5 separate regions of the Mus musculus genome follow, and all the other regions are linked to region 3. The links are chromatin contacts, called in public HiChIP or PLAC-seq, Micro-C and promoter capture Hi-C maps. All regions are on one chromosome and are shown on one strand. Each heading gives the region's core, a stretch centred on a gene start, on an enhancer-like site or on the middle of the called end of the contact. The rest is flanking DNA. Distances are from core to core; before and after follow the strand shown.

Region 1 (2,700 bases), core at 145-2,644, 210 kb after region 3:
CTGTCTCAAAACGAAGAAACACATAAACAACCCACACGCCCGTTCAGTTGATGTCCTTCCTCTTTCCCCCTCCACCATATAGGAAATACTCCACGATGCGATAATTCCCAAATTCTACAAATTGTGTGAGGGTTTATTTTTTTCTTTTCGTTCGAATGTTAAACTGCAATGAAAGATGGAATATAGAATTAGTTCTCATTATTAACATTTAAAAAAAATGTCGCCAGGAAAATTGGAATGAAATGCTTTTCCTCACTGCGTATACCTCCGCACCACCTGCAAGTACACAGAAGGTTAGCCCCAGAACCAGAAGACGCAGGCGCTTATCACGTTCTTCCCAGCGTCCTCACCATGTTCCGTCCCCTTGGGCAGAAGGAACAGGGACCCACATCCCCACACCCCTTGGCGACAGCTCTCAGCTGCAGTCCCGTGGGCTAGAACACTCAATCGCCACGCAGTCACGTACCAGAAAGGGCAGCGGCAGGGGCCAGACGCCCCAGTAGGGAAACCACTACCTCAGCGACTTCAGGGGGGGGGAGGGGTCGTCGTCTCAGCAGTCGCGTGTGGCCCTGCTCCCTTTATGAACCGTCGCTGCCCCCGCGGGCGATGCGACATTATTTTCCCAACCCCGAGAGGCCAAGTAAACCGCAAAGCTGGGCCACCTTGGTGGCTGGCTGTGGCTTCCCCGTCTGCGCGCCTTAGGATGGAGGGTGGGAGCCAGCGAGGCAGCGAGCCAGCCGCAATCCCTGTAGTCCAAACACCTCAGCGGGCCCCCGCACCCACAGGGTCGCCATCCCGGAACCCCCTCCTCCGGTGCCGAGCCATACCTCGGGGACAGCCGTGGCCAAGGATACCCGCTCCTCCGCTCTCCAGCCACCCCCCACAAACTCGCCCACGCAAACACGCCAAGCCCGAGGGGACCCCGCCACCTGCCGAAAGAGAGACGCAGCCTGAAGTCCCCCAGGGCAGGTTGACCTAGGCCCCCGGAAAGGGCGACCGGGCGACAGCCCTTGGCCGCCCCGCCCCCCCCGGGGGTCCTCAGCGCGGCCTGCCCAGTGCTCCCCGGCCCTTACCTGCGGACCGCGGGGTGGACTGGGAGGCTCTCCCGGAGGCCGCTTCCGCGGACTTGGCCAGCAGCAGCGACAAGCCCTTGGCAGCCCCTTCCGAGGGGACTCCGGCTCCTCCGCCACCGCCACCGCTGCCGCCGTACCCGCCGCCGCCGCCGCCGCCGCCACCGCCGCCGCCGCCGTTCCCACCGCTGCGCTCCATCGGGATGCGCGGGCTGCACAGGCGCACTGTCTGGCCCGCCCGCTGTGTCGCACCGGCCCCGCGCGGGTCCGCATGCGCACGCGGCCTCCCACCTTGCGCGCCGGCCTCCCTCTGCCCGGGCTCGCCGCACCGGACCCTCCCGCACTCGCCGGTGCGTCACTGCTCAGCCGGCGCAGGCGTGCGCGCGCCAAGGGACCGCACGGGCTCCGCGCTCCCGGCTCGCAGCCCCTCGGGCTGCTGTGAAAGGCGCACCCGGGGCGCCGAACGTGCGCGCGCAGTGTCCGCTCCACAAGTCCTCACGGCTCAGCATCCCCAGTGTCCGCACACACCACACCTGGCGCGCTTCTTCTTAAGAGTTTACAAAAGGCTTCTTTGCACACTCGGTTTAAACACGCTTCCACACACTCGTGCACACATCCACTTAAAGTTTCTCACACACCTTGCACACATCTGACGCGCGCGCACGTGTTCACACTGTCTCTCTGCACAAAAACAGCCCTGCAGCTCCTAGTGCCCGTTCATAGCTAGGTTTTCTGGTTGTCACCACATGGGCCAGTGCCACATGCATGTGCAGATGCCATAGGGCCATAGGATCCATTTTACCGCAATGAGGTTTCAGTTCATTTCTTTCTTTCTTTATATATTTGCCAAATATTCATCCTATAAAATAATGCATTTCATCATCCATTTTCATATGTCTGTTATGTGCTTCAAGAGGGTGGTAGTGACAATTTTTCTGGTGTTTGTTTTGTTTTGTCTGTTTTATGTTTTGTTTTTCAAGACAGGGTTTCTCTGTGTAGCCCTGGAGGTCCTGGAACTCACTCTGTAGAACAGGCTGGCCTCGAACTCAGAGATCTCCTGGCTGTGGCTCCTGAATGCTGGGATTAAAGGCATGTGCCACCACTGCAGAGCTAGTGGGGAGTGATTTTGAGACAGGGCCTTATAGTACATCCCAGGCCTGGTCTGGCCTCTAACTCATGACAACCATCCTGTCTCAGTCTCTCAAGTCTTGGGATTACAGGCATGAGTTACCACAGCCAACCTTATCCTGCCCTTTGATCATATTGTCACTCTCATCACCCTCTTTTGTCCTCTCCTCTCTCTCGCCAGACCCTTTCCTCTTCCCTAAAAATCTCCTTTCTATTTCCCCATCATATACGTGTGAGCTTTAAATACAATTTTAAAATGTAGATTCTGCGTGTCCTATGTTCGTTTTGATTTGTGCAGTCTCATTCTGTAGCTTAGGCTGGTATGAAATTAGATTGATAGCTCTCAAGCTCTGGAGGCAATCAAGTCTGATGCCCCAGCCTCCAGAGTGCTAGAATTAGAAAAATAAAGAACCATGCTGGACTTAGATTTGTCTTTTTGTTTATTTGTTTGTTTGTTTGTTTTAGGGATGAAGAGGAAATGATCCCATGTAGCCTAGGCTGG
Region 2 (2,700 bases), core at 143-2,642, 260 kb after region 3:
AACCAGGAAGGCGTTCATCTCTTCTGCCCAAAGGCTTTATTTTTATTTTTTTTCTAAAAAGGGAGCTTCTCTGTGTAGCCCTGGCACTCACTCTGTAGACCAGGCTGATTGACCTCAGCAATCCACCTGCCTCTGCCTTCCTAGTGCTGGGAGTAAAGGTGTGCGCCCCTCCCCCCACCCAAGTTCATCCTGTGTAATGTGTTCCTCTCCTGTGGGAAATAAAAGCTTTCCACTACTTTGTACTTTATATTTTTGAGAAATTACGAGGACAACGAATATAGCAAGCCTGTAATGCCAGCTACTCGGGAAGCTGAGGCGAGCGAATCCCAAGTTCAATGTTAGTTTAGGGTTCCGGGGCAGCCTGGAGACAGACAGAGCAAAGCAAAGCGGTAGAGTGCTGGTAAAGATAGATTTGATCCCATAAAAAAAAAAACACCACAAAATACTGTAAATATATAAAAATGAGAATGATCTTAGGAACGCTGCACTTCTGCTTAGAATTTGTAATCATTTTTTTATTTATCAAAATATATACACGATCAGAAGCAAACGTGGAAAAGTTGGCTCAATGTGGGTCAAGGGCTCTGTGGAAAAAGTTAAGCCCCGGTAAAACTATGGAGCAAAGTGATTCTCTAGGGATGAAATTTGCGAATGCATCAAAGTACTGGCCACTGGCTACACGGGTGCGGCCTCACCAGTACCAACTAAGTGTCCATAAAAAATCCTAGGGAGGAGGTGCCAGATGGGCACGAAAGCAAGCGAGGCATCACCCTTTTTCAAAGTTCAGATTGGCTCCCAGGGCTTAACTCCCCAGGTGTTGGGAGCCCAAGAAGTCCGAGGCAGGTGTTCCCATGAGTCCCCCGGGCGCCGCGGTCAATGTGGCGCGAATCGGGGGCACGAGCCCATATTCTCACACAGGAGGCCCTACAAAAAAAAATGGCGTCGGCTCCACCCCAATGTGGCCAAACTGGGAGCCAGGAGTAACTTCCCTGCGCTTCTGCCCAGCTCCAAGTAGGACGCAGAGAATGCAGCCCGAGGAGAGGCAAGAAAAGATGGCAGGAAGGTCACTGAGGCCTGGGCTGACCTCGAGGCCGAGAGCAGCGCCAGGGAGCCGGCGGGGAGCAGAGCCCCGGTCCCGGCGGCGGCGTCCTTACCTTTATTCTTGGGCATGGCCGCAAAGACTGGCTGGCAGCGTGTGGGACCGCACTCAGGCTGGCGGCAGGAACTGCGGTGACTCCGACGGGCAACGCCGAGAAGTGCGCGCCACGAAGACCGTGCGGGAGGTCGGGAAGCGTGCTCAGGAGAGGCTGGTCACCCGTGCTTGCGAGAGCCTCCCGTGCCCACGCTCGGCAGTGGCAAATGGCGTCGCGGCAGCGGGCGGGGCTTCTCCCCGCCCTCCTCCTCCTCCCCGCCCTCCTCCCCCCCCCCGCCCGCCCGCCCGCCCGCCCGCCCGCCCGCGGAGCCCAGCCTCCCGCGACTCTAAGGCGCAGGCGTGGCCAAGGGGCAGTCCTAGGGTGGGAGCCTAGGGAGAAGCCTGCCAGGGAGGCGTTCACTGCTGCCAGTGGGCACGCAGTAGGTGGAGTGGGGCCTCCGGCGTCCGGAAGGGGGCGGGAGGGGCCCGGGCGGGAGGGGCCCGGGCCCTGCGTCACAGTGGAGGCTTGGAGGAGAGGAGGGGAAATTGAGGTGGTGCAGGCTGCTGGCTTGGGCATCATCTCGGCTTCCTAGCCAAGTGAGCCCCAGGCTTGACAAGGTGCTGACTCACTAACCTCAGAGTTGAGTTTTAATGGGGCCCTTTCACCAGCCCAACCAAGCTGGAAATCTAAGGGGGAAGGAGAGAAGGCACTTCTGCCATCCTCTTCCAAACTTTAATAGAATATTTGCATGATACTTAAAAATAAATCTTGTCCCTAACTCACTGTAGCTAAGTCTGTTTATAATGCTCAACAGAATGCCTGCACATGGTAGGTTGCTCAGCAGACATAGGATAAAAGGAATGGAAGAAAGTCGATGTTAGGGTCCAAATCTCCCAATATTCATGCTGAAGTTCTAACCTGTATGTATATTACTCTGTTTGGATATAAGATCATTAAAGAGCCTATATTGAAATGAGATCCTTAAGACTTGATGCCAAGACTTGACGTTAGCATGGTAACATAGGCCTTTAATCCCAGTACTGTGGAGGCAGAGGAAAGTAAACTATGAGTTACAGGCCAGCCAAGGCTACAGAGTGAGACCCTAACTCAAAACCAAAACCAAAACAAAAGCAATTAGTACCTAGGCATAATGAGGCATAAAAAAGAACAACCAGTTCCTGAGCCCGTAATCATCTGCAAGCCATGAAGACCTCAGAAGAAGCCAGATTTGTCTCTACCTTGACTTTAGACTTGGAATCTTCAAAACTGAGCAAAATAGTAGGTGGGCCTGGTACTCATGCCTATAATCCTAGCACCTGTGAAACTGAGGCAAGAGGATTCCTGCAAATCTATGGGAAAGCTGGGCTACATAGTGAGTTCCAGGCTAGCCTGGGCTACATAGTAAGACCCTGACTACAAAACACACAACACAGTCAAGAGAACGTACATTTTTGATGTTTAAACAACTCGCTCTCCCATTCTTTATTCTGGTGGTTCCAGCAAAGGAATACTGCATAGATTCTCAGAACAACTAACTTCACTTCAAACTAGGTTTATTGGGGCCAGC
Region 3 (2,700 bases), core at 95-2,594:
TCATATGCTAGAGGCATAACAAGCAAAGGCTGACCAATGAGCAAGGCTAGTACCTAGATAAAGCAAACGTTTACTAGAGACCAGACAGTCACAAGTCCTTTGCTCAGTAAAGTGCCAGTTCCCCTGGGCAGTAAGGTGGTTTCCACACTGTCAGGTCTATAATAAAAAGGATCCTGAAGAGCTAAGGTTAGCTGCCTACATGGAAATTATGCTTGCTAGGTGCATCAAAAACTGGATCACCATTTCCAGTTCCTGGCCCTGCAGACTGAGAGGAGGATATAGGAAGTAGCCTTTGAGTGTAACAGAGTGGAGAGGGGTTCGGCGTGGGGGAAGACAGAGTGAGAGGTGGAGGCACAAGTGGGGAACGCATGAAGAGCTCAGGACCCTGGGACAGCCCGCCATGCCCGGTACTGGGGCGTTTCCTAACCTCCCACCACCGGCATCATCAGGCAGTAAAGACAGTCTAACCCTCTCCCAGAGACCCCGACCTTCAAGGCTCTTCTCAGGCTGGCCCAAGAGCCCTGTACAGGGCCAGAGCCCACCAAATCCTGGTACCCGGGTCCACAGCGCCAGGGAGGGTGCACTTGGGTGGGAGAATGGCAAAGACAAAACTCTCCCCGCCCACCCGAAGAAGCCAACCACACCCCCTGACTCCCTCAACCCAAGCAGCCCCGGAGCTAGCCCCCGCGATTCTCTGCTCAGGCCCCCTCGGGTTCCAGTCCGTGCCGCGCGCGGGCTCCGCAGGGACACTAAAGCAAGTGAGAGTGAATGGGGGTGCGCAAGGCGAGGGAGGGCGCTCTGCGCGATGTCACTCTCCCGGCCCTGCTCCAGGGCGCCCTCCCCGGGTCCGCGGTCCCGGGATGGGCGCGCCAGTCGACCCCTACACACAGATGGGCTGAAGGTTCGAACGGCCCCTGCACTCACCCATTGGCGCCAAGACGAGCCGAGCCGCCGAAGCAGCGTGAAAGTTGGCGGAACCGGGCGTTGGGTTCGGAGCGCCGAGGTCGCGGCGCAGGGATCGGGGGCGCGAGCGTCGGGACGCGGCTGCTGCTGGGCCGGCTTCGTCCTCAGCGGCGGTGGTGGCAGCTCAGCGCCGCCCGCTACTGCCTCTGCTGCTGCTGCCGCTGCTACCCTGGGGCGACTCCTGCTGCTGCTGCTGCTGCATCGCGGCCCCACTGCACCCGGCTGCTCCGGGTTTCCTGCTCTCTGCGAGTGGAAATTGCGAAAAAAAAAAAAAAAGAAGAAGAAGAAGAAAAAAAAAGAAAGAAAGAAAAGAAAAGAAAAGAAAAAAAGCACCGCCCAGCCCAGTGCCCTGCAGCCGCCTCGGAGCCTGCTCTCCCCTCCTCCCCGCCGCGGCGAAGCTCAGCGGCTCCGCCCGCCCGAGAGGCGCGGCCGCCAGGCGGGGGCGGGGTCGAGGGGCGGGGCCCGAGCAGTGTCCAGCCCGACTCTGGGGCTCGTCCTCTGTCTGCGGGGCTCGGCCGCCCCCCTCACCTCTGGCTCTGTCCCGGCTGGAGCTCCGCAGAGGGTCGCCCCCTATCCGCCTAGGCTCGGCTCACGCCCCGGGAAATGCCGCGAGACTCCTCGAGACTGGAGGAGATTTAGGGGGTCCGTGGGGGTGGGGGCGTCGGAGTTGTGGGGCACGTGGAAAAGGTGGATCGAAGGCAGAACCCCGAGAAAGGAGGGCTGGGGGAGGGGAAGCCGGTGGCAGGTGAAGAGCGGGACACCTGCTGTTATTAACAGGTGACACCCCTTCCCTGCGGGGGGGGACATAGAGGAAGAAGGCTGCTAGCAGGGGGCTGTGGGAGGAAGGGGCCTTTGGCTGTGGCTTTGGAGTACTGGCAGACCAGGTGCGAGTTTGGAGCGTAGGAGGTGGTACTGGGCTAGAGGTGCCCAATGAGAAGGGCGCAGTCAGGCTGCTGAGCAGGTCCGCTGCTGGCCACCGCCCCTCCCAGGATTAGACCCTCCTTACACCTGACCCAGTGGTACCCGGACAAGGTGTGGGGCTCTGCTGCCTAGGAATGTTTCTAGGTCCAGAGACAAAGATTGGCTGGTTCTCCATCAGGCATCACTGTGCTCTATTGAGCCTCAAACCCGGATAGACAACAATTTTAAGTGGACACTAAAATGAAAATAGAAATCCATAGGAATTCCTGGGCAACTCAACGAGCTTCTTTTTTGGAGTCTATTCTCCACCACACCTTTCAGCCAAAGAGACTTGCCTGCGACCGCATTCATTGAGCAGTCTGTTGTTTCCTTTCCACTTTCCACCATCTGGTGGTAGGAAGAGATAGTGAGCTAGACTGGAGACAAAATAGGCAACAGGGAAAGTGAGACAAGAGAGAAATTAGATCATTGTCCCCTGCAAATGGAGGCTGGGGACTAGTGAACCCAGAGGTGACAAATAAAAGCTGACCCCATGCCCAATGGAGATCTGCCTTGCGTACCCGGTGAATAATAATAATGCAGCATTATTTGTATATTGGGTCAAAGCCTAAAATTTCTGTAGAAATATGTTGGAGGGTGGAGGGGGTATTTCAGTCATAAGGCTGAGGCATAGAAGATGGTGCTGTTAATGAGTTCTGGCTTAAAGGCTAGCCTGGGACACAGGATGATCCTGATGAGTAAGGGGGAGGGAAGAGGAGAGACTTGCAGGCAGGGCTTTAAAAAGAAGAGTAACAGCAGCATCCTTCTCTAGACACT
Region 4 (2,700 bases), core at 7-2,506, 240 kb before region 3:
AAAGGCCAGTCATCAGGAAAACAGGAAGCCTTTCTTCTCTAAGAGGACTGGAGTTGAAAGGTCAATTTTCAACCACCTAGGTAGCTGGGACCCATCATAGGAAGGCCCTCCCTCTGAATCCAGTGAACAGATGTATTGGGGGGTGGTGAAAGGTGCTTCCTAGGGAGAGAGGGGACTTTGGGGGGGATTGAACATGAGGGCTCTGGTAGACAAAAAAACATCAGTGGATAAAGAGGAGATGTGCTTCATATGGGATGTGTCAGGTACAGTATGGGTGAGATTTGAGTAGAAGAAGTGAACAATAACAACAACAACAACAAAACCCCACAATGTCAGAAGTCCTTTAAAAGTCTCCACTTGCTCAACCTCCACTCACTGTATATCCAGTGAGTCTCCGGCACTGTTCTAGGCTGCATGATGGGAAAATCAAATGCAGTGTCTGTCTTAAACCTAGAGGGATCAACAATCTAATGGTACCAATGAAGCACCACATGTCACTACTATAGACAATAATTCCCAAGAGGCAAGTCAATGGTCTCAGAGGTGGTGCAAATGTCCAGTCACTAAGTGAATGAGGTGTAACATGGGAAACAGCCCACTTGCACCTCCAATCATACTTTATCCAGATTTTCCAAACCTACTTGTTCATCTAGAGCAGTGCTTCTCAACCTTCCTAATGTTGTGCTGTGACCCTTTCATACAGTTCCTCATGTTGTAGTGACCCCCAACCATAAAATTATTTTCTTTGCTACTTAACTCTAATTTTACTACTGTTGTGAATCACATTGTAAATATCTGATATACAGGATATCTGATATGTGACCCCCATGAAAGGGTCATTTGACCCCAAAGAGGTTATGACCCACAGCATAAGAACCACTGATCTACAGTCTTCTGCATCTATAATATTGAATAGTTCAGAAGGATGCCAAAGAGGCCTGTCTTTGGGGTGATTTTTCTAACCTACAGAGACAACAAATCTGTACCAACTGTAATAAGAAAAAGGGAGATACCAGATGTGATAGGCTGAAGGCACCTCGAGGCACTTTGTTATGAATATTTAGATAGTTTTCCTCTTGTTATGAAAATGATGGCAATCTGTTCCCCAGCCTGAGTTGCTGATGAATCTCAGCATCATGAGAGCCTTTTGTTTGGGGGTGGGGTGGGGAGAATGTTCCCTGCTTAAATAAATCTGGATCACTCAAAAAATACCAACTCGCATGAGTATTTTTGAGTCATCATAACTCTGAATCCTGATGTGGGCCTGTGGCTTAGTGTGCTGAAGAGACAGCTGGCAGGAAGAAACAGCTCTCCTCTGTACTGCCGGGCATCCTTTGCCATAGGTTTCTATTTTAGGTCAGAAGGAAGAAGCAAGTAGGCTGCCTGGATGATAAACTCTGGGTCATTACCTAAACACGGATGTGGCATCAGGATCCAGAAACAGGGAACTGGCCCAAAGGTTGGAGGAATTACAATGGCTTAGCGTTCCACTAAATGGCAATCGTAGGAGAGCAATTACTCTAAAATTTACTTTTGACAAGGAAAGCCAAAGGGAAAACGTATACAGTAAAATTCAACTGTCAAAGTTCTTGTCCCTAAATCCATGGAAAATGCCCAATAGTAAACAACAAATCTCTCAAGACCTTGCTGACCTGATGCCCACCAACAGGCACATTAATATTAATTCCCAGCACTATCCCATTTTCTCATAGAACTGTTCACCTACCTCTTCCTTTTGTCTCTCCCATTAGGGTGCTCAATATTTGGGAGTAGAAAAACCTTCCAACTGAGTCCTAAAGGTTTCAAGACTGAATGAGAGGAAGAAGATACTGGGAGGCAACTAAGGGATTTTCTTTGTCTAGGGCAACATTCTGACTGCGTACACAAAGCAGATAGTGGGAGTAAAGGTCAGAGAAATTAAAGCTATCTGTCTGTGGCCATGTCAGTAACGAATAACATCTGGCCCTCCTAGGACTCTAAGACAAAATACTCTCTCCAGTCACTATAAAATCCCTTCTTTGCAAGTAATCAGTTCCACCACCATAATGTTGTGGGAGAGCCAGGCACACAGATGTGGTTCATTGACATTTACAGGACTGAACAAGGCATACACTAGGGGCAGGATTCTACCACATGCTTGAGGTCGCTGAGTATCTGCAATGGGGCACATCACTTAGCCCAAGGAGCTCATCTTAGGCCCCAGAAAGTTCCCAGGAAGAATGCCACATGTATCTTGAAGGCTCAACAAGGCCTACAGACTTTCAAATTTTGACTGAAGAGATAGAATGGTACAAATCTTTGAGAGTCAAAATTATCTGGATCTATCTTCATTTCTCTTAATAACTATTTACCACCCACCTCTGTATCAGGAAAAGCCTTTAAAAAGTATACTGAGTAGATCACTAGGATTTGCCAAACCAAAAGCTAAGAATGTCATCAGAGAACATCTAAAACCTATAGCAGAGATTTTTCGGAGTTGCCCATAACCTGTTGCTCCCACTGAAGTATTGTGTAAAAGCCTTGGTTTATGAGTTTCTTTTGTTTTGTGGCTATAAAAAAGTTCATGTAACTGTTTCTCTATTGGAACATGTCATGCAGATCAACCTAAATGCATGTTCCCAGCCCTTGATCACTCATATTTGTCTCAGCAGAGACTATCTCTGAGAGCTATGGTTTTCTGTCAAGGGCTTCAGCATTACT
Region 5 (2,700 bases), core at 165-2,664, 180 kb before region 3:
TTAATTCCATCATCTGCCACTCTCTTATAGTCTTAGGTTCTTGTAGGAATCTCCATGACCAAACTGAGCCTGTTTCAGCGTGTACATTCTGTTCAATGAATCTCTGTGTATCTATAAGTAGTTTCGTTTATGATATAAGCATTTAAATATTTAAGAAATTTCATAGTTATTCAAATCTAGCACAAATACTTTCTTTTAGATAGTTGTAGCCTGTTCCACATGCTGAGGCTTCAAATATAACTGTTTTCTTTTCTACACTTTTTGTTATTTGACCTAGGGTCTCACACAGGCTAGGACTGCCTCAAACTTACTGTCGTAGCTAAGAATGACCTTGAACAACTGATCCTTCTACCTTTATCAACCAAGTGCTGGGGCTCTAGACATGCATTATGGCACCCAGTTTACCTTCCCTTCTAAACATAGAATCCCTCACCATAGTATGGATGCTTCAGTACCTGTACATACACTAGGAAAACAGATGTGTTCACCACTATATTAAACAGAGGACAATTGTAGAGCAGCCTGAACTTGCTAGATGATCAAATTCCAATACTAAGATTTTTTTTATTAGCATGTCTTTTAAAATACAAAACAAGAGAAGAACCTTGCTTCTAAAGTAATGCAGTCTTAATGGGAGAAAATGAATGCATGCTTGGATCGCCCGCTAGCTGATCAGCTTTTAAACGGATGCCAGCAATTTTTAGTGTATGTGCTGTGAAAGAGATCACTGAACTTGGCTTCTCTTGAGCAAGAGTGAAAGGCGGAGGATGCGCCCATCCACCCACACAGAGGTTTGTCTGCCTGGGTGAAAGCTTTAAAGCATTTCAAGAGCCTCCTTAACCGGAGATGAGTGGATCCAATCTCCTTCTATGGGCATATGAAGAAGAATGCAGACAGTTTTTGAACATGCAAGTTCTCATCTTTGCAAACCACAAAGCCAGGTCAGGCTTTAACTCAGAATCTACATTCCCTCAGTCACCAGCCAGTCTGACTGGGAACCACTGAGAAATGCCTCTAAAATTAATCACAAAAAAAACCGACATAAAACAAAAAAATTTCAGAACATTACTCAAGTTACCACTTTGAGAGATTTGTTGAGACCAGCCTCAGTCGATACAGGAAAAAAAACAAAACAAACAAAAAAGCAAAAAAAGCAAAAAACAAAAAAACAAAACAAAAAACCCAACTCCTTCCTTAGATTCCAGATAACACAGGGAAAAAACAAACAAACACAAAACCAAACTAAAACAGAAGCAGTCGTTAAAAAGAAAAAGGGAAAATTCCAGAGGAACCCAGGTTTTGCCCCTGTAAATTTGTCCCCACAGCTTGCTTGTTCAACTGCACTGAGAGCCCCACTAGCATTTCTGTCTTCTGCACTCTGAACCAAAATGACCCACGTGTATATTCATGACTCATTTAAAAATCACAATCTGTAGGGGTAAGGGGGAATGTCAATCAATCTAGGAATTTAGAGCTTGCCACTCTCTTTCCAAGTTGACAGCTTGGTTCCTTTAAATTTACCATGATGGCTTTTCTATATAGCCAAACTGAGGATGCCCCAGCCAGGAGGCAGAAGGGGGGTGGGAGGCTCCTTAGCACAGCCTTCACTTTGTCCACTCCAGGACTATCCCTTGCTCTCTTCCATCACCAAGGCTGAGGGCTGCAGGCTGGTAGTTAATTTCTGGCAAGCAAGTACCTGTTATTTCTCCTACAGGGGCCCAAAGTTATTTCTTTCTAAACCTTTTAGGCCTGCCAAGGGTATTGCTGGGTTAGATAGTGCAAAAACCTGGGTGTGTGAAGACAAAGTTAGTGCTGAGAAAGAATAAAGGTAACAAATTGAAGGTTAAAAGAAAAACAGCTGCCAAGTTAGGGAGCAAAAAACCTGAGGCTGGGGAGCTATGGATCATCAGAAGGACAATATACTTCCATTGCTTCATTTTCATTGCTACTGACACACTTTAAAGAAATCAGTGCAGGTCATAGACAATACACCGTGGATGCACAAAACAAGGAGCTCAAACCAGCAACCCATACTTACAGAAAAGACCTTGGCCACACTCATACACATACATACATACATACATACATACATACATACAATAAATATTAGATATAGGCCTGACTCTGTATTAAAACATTGTATTGAACATAAACATAGATTGTGATATTTTAAGTTAATATTAGATATTAAGATACACATATATCATTTTAAAAATTCTGTGACTCAATTGTTTTCTAAAAAGCAGCCCACATGATCAAGATCCTCAGAGCTGTCTGTCAAGGACCCCCCCAAAAAAAATAGGTGTGAATTGTCATTATATAACTCAACACTGTCAATCAATCAATCAATCAATCAATCAAGATATAATTATAATATGTACATGCACAATATGTTATACTTTTAAATATTACTTTTATTTATCTATGTGTATGGATGTGCTTAGTCTTCACATATAGCTATGCATGCTTAGCATCCTTGGAGGCCAGAAGAGGGAACTGGATCCTCTGGGACAGCAGTTATGGATGGTTGTAGGACATCACGTGGGTACTGGCAATTGAACCCAGGTCCTCTGGAAGAGCAACCAGGGCTCTTAACTGCTGAGCCATCTCTCCAGCCCTAAGATGTTATACATTCATTAACAGATTGGTTGACTCAACAGTATCACAAGACTTTTATTGTTTTCTTACCTTCATCTGTAT

What was found. Promoter capture Hi-C pulls out the DNA fragments that hold promoters and counts their contacts. HiChIP or PLAC-seq counts read pairs in DNA pulled down with a chosen protein or histone mark. A called contact is a pair of places that touch in the nucleus more often than the background predicts.
Region 1: a promoter capture Hi-C map of embryonic stem cells shows a contact between it and region 3, with 3 times the contacts expected there. The contact joins the promoter of Map7d2 here to the promoter of Sh3kbp1 in region 3. A contact is called at or near these places in 5 of 39 promoter capture datasets (HPC-7-derived erythroid cells, embryonic stem cells and stem cell-derived epiblast-like cells), 2 of 484 Hi-C or Micro-C datasets (both in embryonic stem cells), 1 of 115 datasets of contacts at active chromatin or transcription factors (embryonic stem cells) and 3 of 9 other capture datasets (adipose tissue, embryonic stem cells and liver).
Region 2: a Micro-C map of embryonic stem cells shows a contact between it and region 3, with 4 times the contacts expected there. The contact joins the promoter of Eif1ax here to the promoter of Sh3kbp1 in region 3. A contact is called at or near these places in 1 of 39 promoter capture datasets (erythroid cells) and 2 of 484 Hi-C or Micro-C datasets (embryonic stem cells and uterus).
Region 4: an SMC1A HiChIP or PLAC-seq map of the NIH/3T3 cell line shows a contact between it and region 3, with 7 times the contacts expected there. The contact joins the enhancer-like site here to the promoter of Sh3kbp1 in region 3. A contact is called at or near these places in 12 of 39 promoter capture datasets (the 3T3-L1 cell line, 3T3-L1-derived adipocytes, the C10 cell line and 8 more), 3 of 15 datasets of contacts at CTCF or cohesin (the NIH/3T3 cell line, large pre-B cells and pro-B cells), 7 of 484 Hi-C or Micro-C datasets (the N1E-115 cell line, bone marrow-derived macrophages, cerebral cortex and 4 more), 6 of 115 datasets of contacts at active chromatin or transcription factors (the NIH/3T3 cell line, the SCID.adh cell line, bone marrow-derived macrophages and 3 more) and 2 of 9 other capture datasets (embryonic stem cells and liver).
Region 5: a contact with region 3 is called in a promoter capture Hi-C map of the SN4741 cell line, with 4 times the contacts expected there. The contact joins the enhancer-like site here to the promoter of Sh3kbp1 in region 3. A contact is called at or near these places in 13 of 39 promoter capture datasets (the 3T3-L1 cell line, 3T3-L1-derived adipocytes, the C10 cell line and 7 more), 3 of 15 datasets of contacts at CTCF or cohesin (the NIH/3T3 cell line, large pre-B cells and pro-B cells), 8 of 484 Hi-C or Micro-C datasets (CD4 T cells, the HL-1 cell line, bone marrow-derived macrophages and 5 more), 12 of 115 datasets of contacts at active chromatin or transcription factors (CD8 T cells, the NIH/3T3 cell line, T-cell acute lymphoblastic leukemia and 9 more) and 2 of 9 other capture datasets (adipose tissue and liver).

What each region holds. Positions count from the first base shown.
Region 1 is chrX:159,413,266-159,415,965 of GRCm38.p6, reverse strand. It overlaps Map7d2 (MAP7 domain containing 2), which reads right to left and starts at 1,394. Exons shown (of 17, transcript NM_001081124.2): 1 at 1,074-1,394. The coding sequence starts at 1,269.
Region 2 is chrX:159,370,870-159,373,569 of GRCm38.p6, reverse strand. Eif1ax (eukaryotic translation initiation factor 1A, X-linked) reads right to left here and starts at 1,392. Exons shown (of 7, transcript NM_025437.5): 1 at 1,155-1,392. The coding sequence starts at 1,170.
Region 3 is chrX:159,625,916-159,628,615 of GRCm38.p6, reverse strand. Sh3kbp1 (SH3-domain kinase binding protein 1) reads right to left here and starts at 1,344. Exons shown (of 18, transcript NM_001135727.2): 1 at 925-1,344. The coding sequence starts at 928.
Region 4 is chrX:159,866,412-159,869,111 of GRCm38.p6, reverse strand. All of the region lies in intron 7 of Sh3kbp1 (SH3-domain kinase binding protein 1), which reads right to left. Among named protein-coding and RNA genes, the nearest start is that of Map3k15, 120 kb to the left of the region's middle. Within about 2 kb of position 1,256, at least 5 of the 459 cell types and tissues checked have an H3K27ac peak or open chromatin away from gene starts, as enhancers often do. A contact at or near this core is called in the NIH/3T3 cell line, where this site is marked.
Region 5 is chrX:159,807,820-159,810,519 of GRCm38.p6, reverse strand. The region is part of intron 4 of Sh3kbp1 (SH3-domain kinase binding protein 1); the gene reads right to left. Among named protein-coding and RNA genes, the nearest start is that of Map3k15, 180 kb to the left of the region's middle. Within about 2 kb of position 1,414, at least 21 of the 459 cell types and tissues checked have an H3K27ac peak or open chromatin away from gene starts, as enhancers often do. A contact at or near this core is called in the NIH/3T3 cell line and the SN4741 cell line, where this site is marked.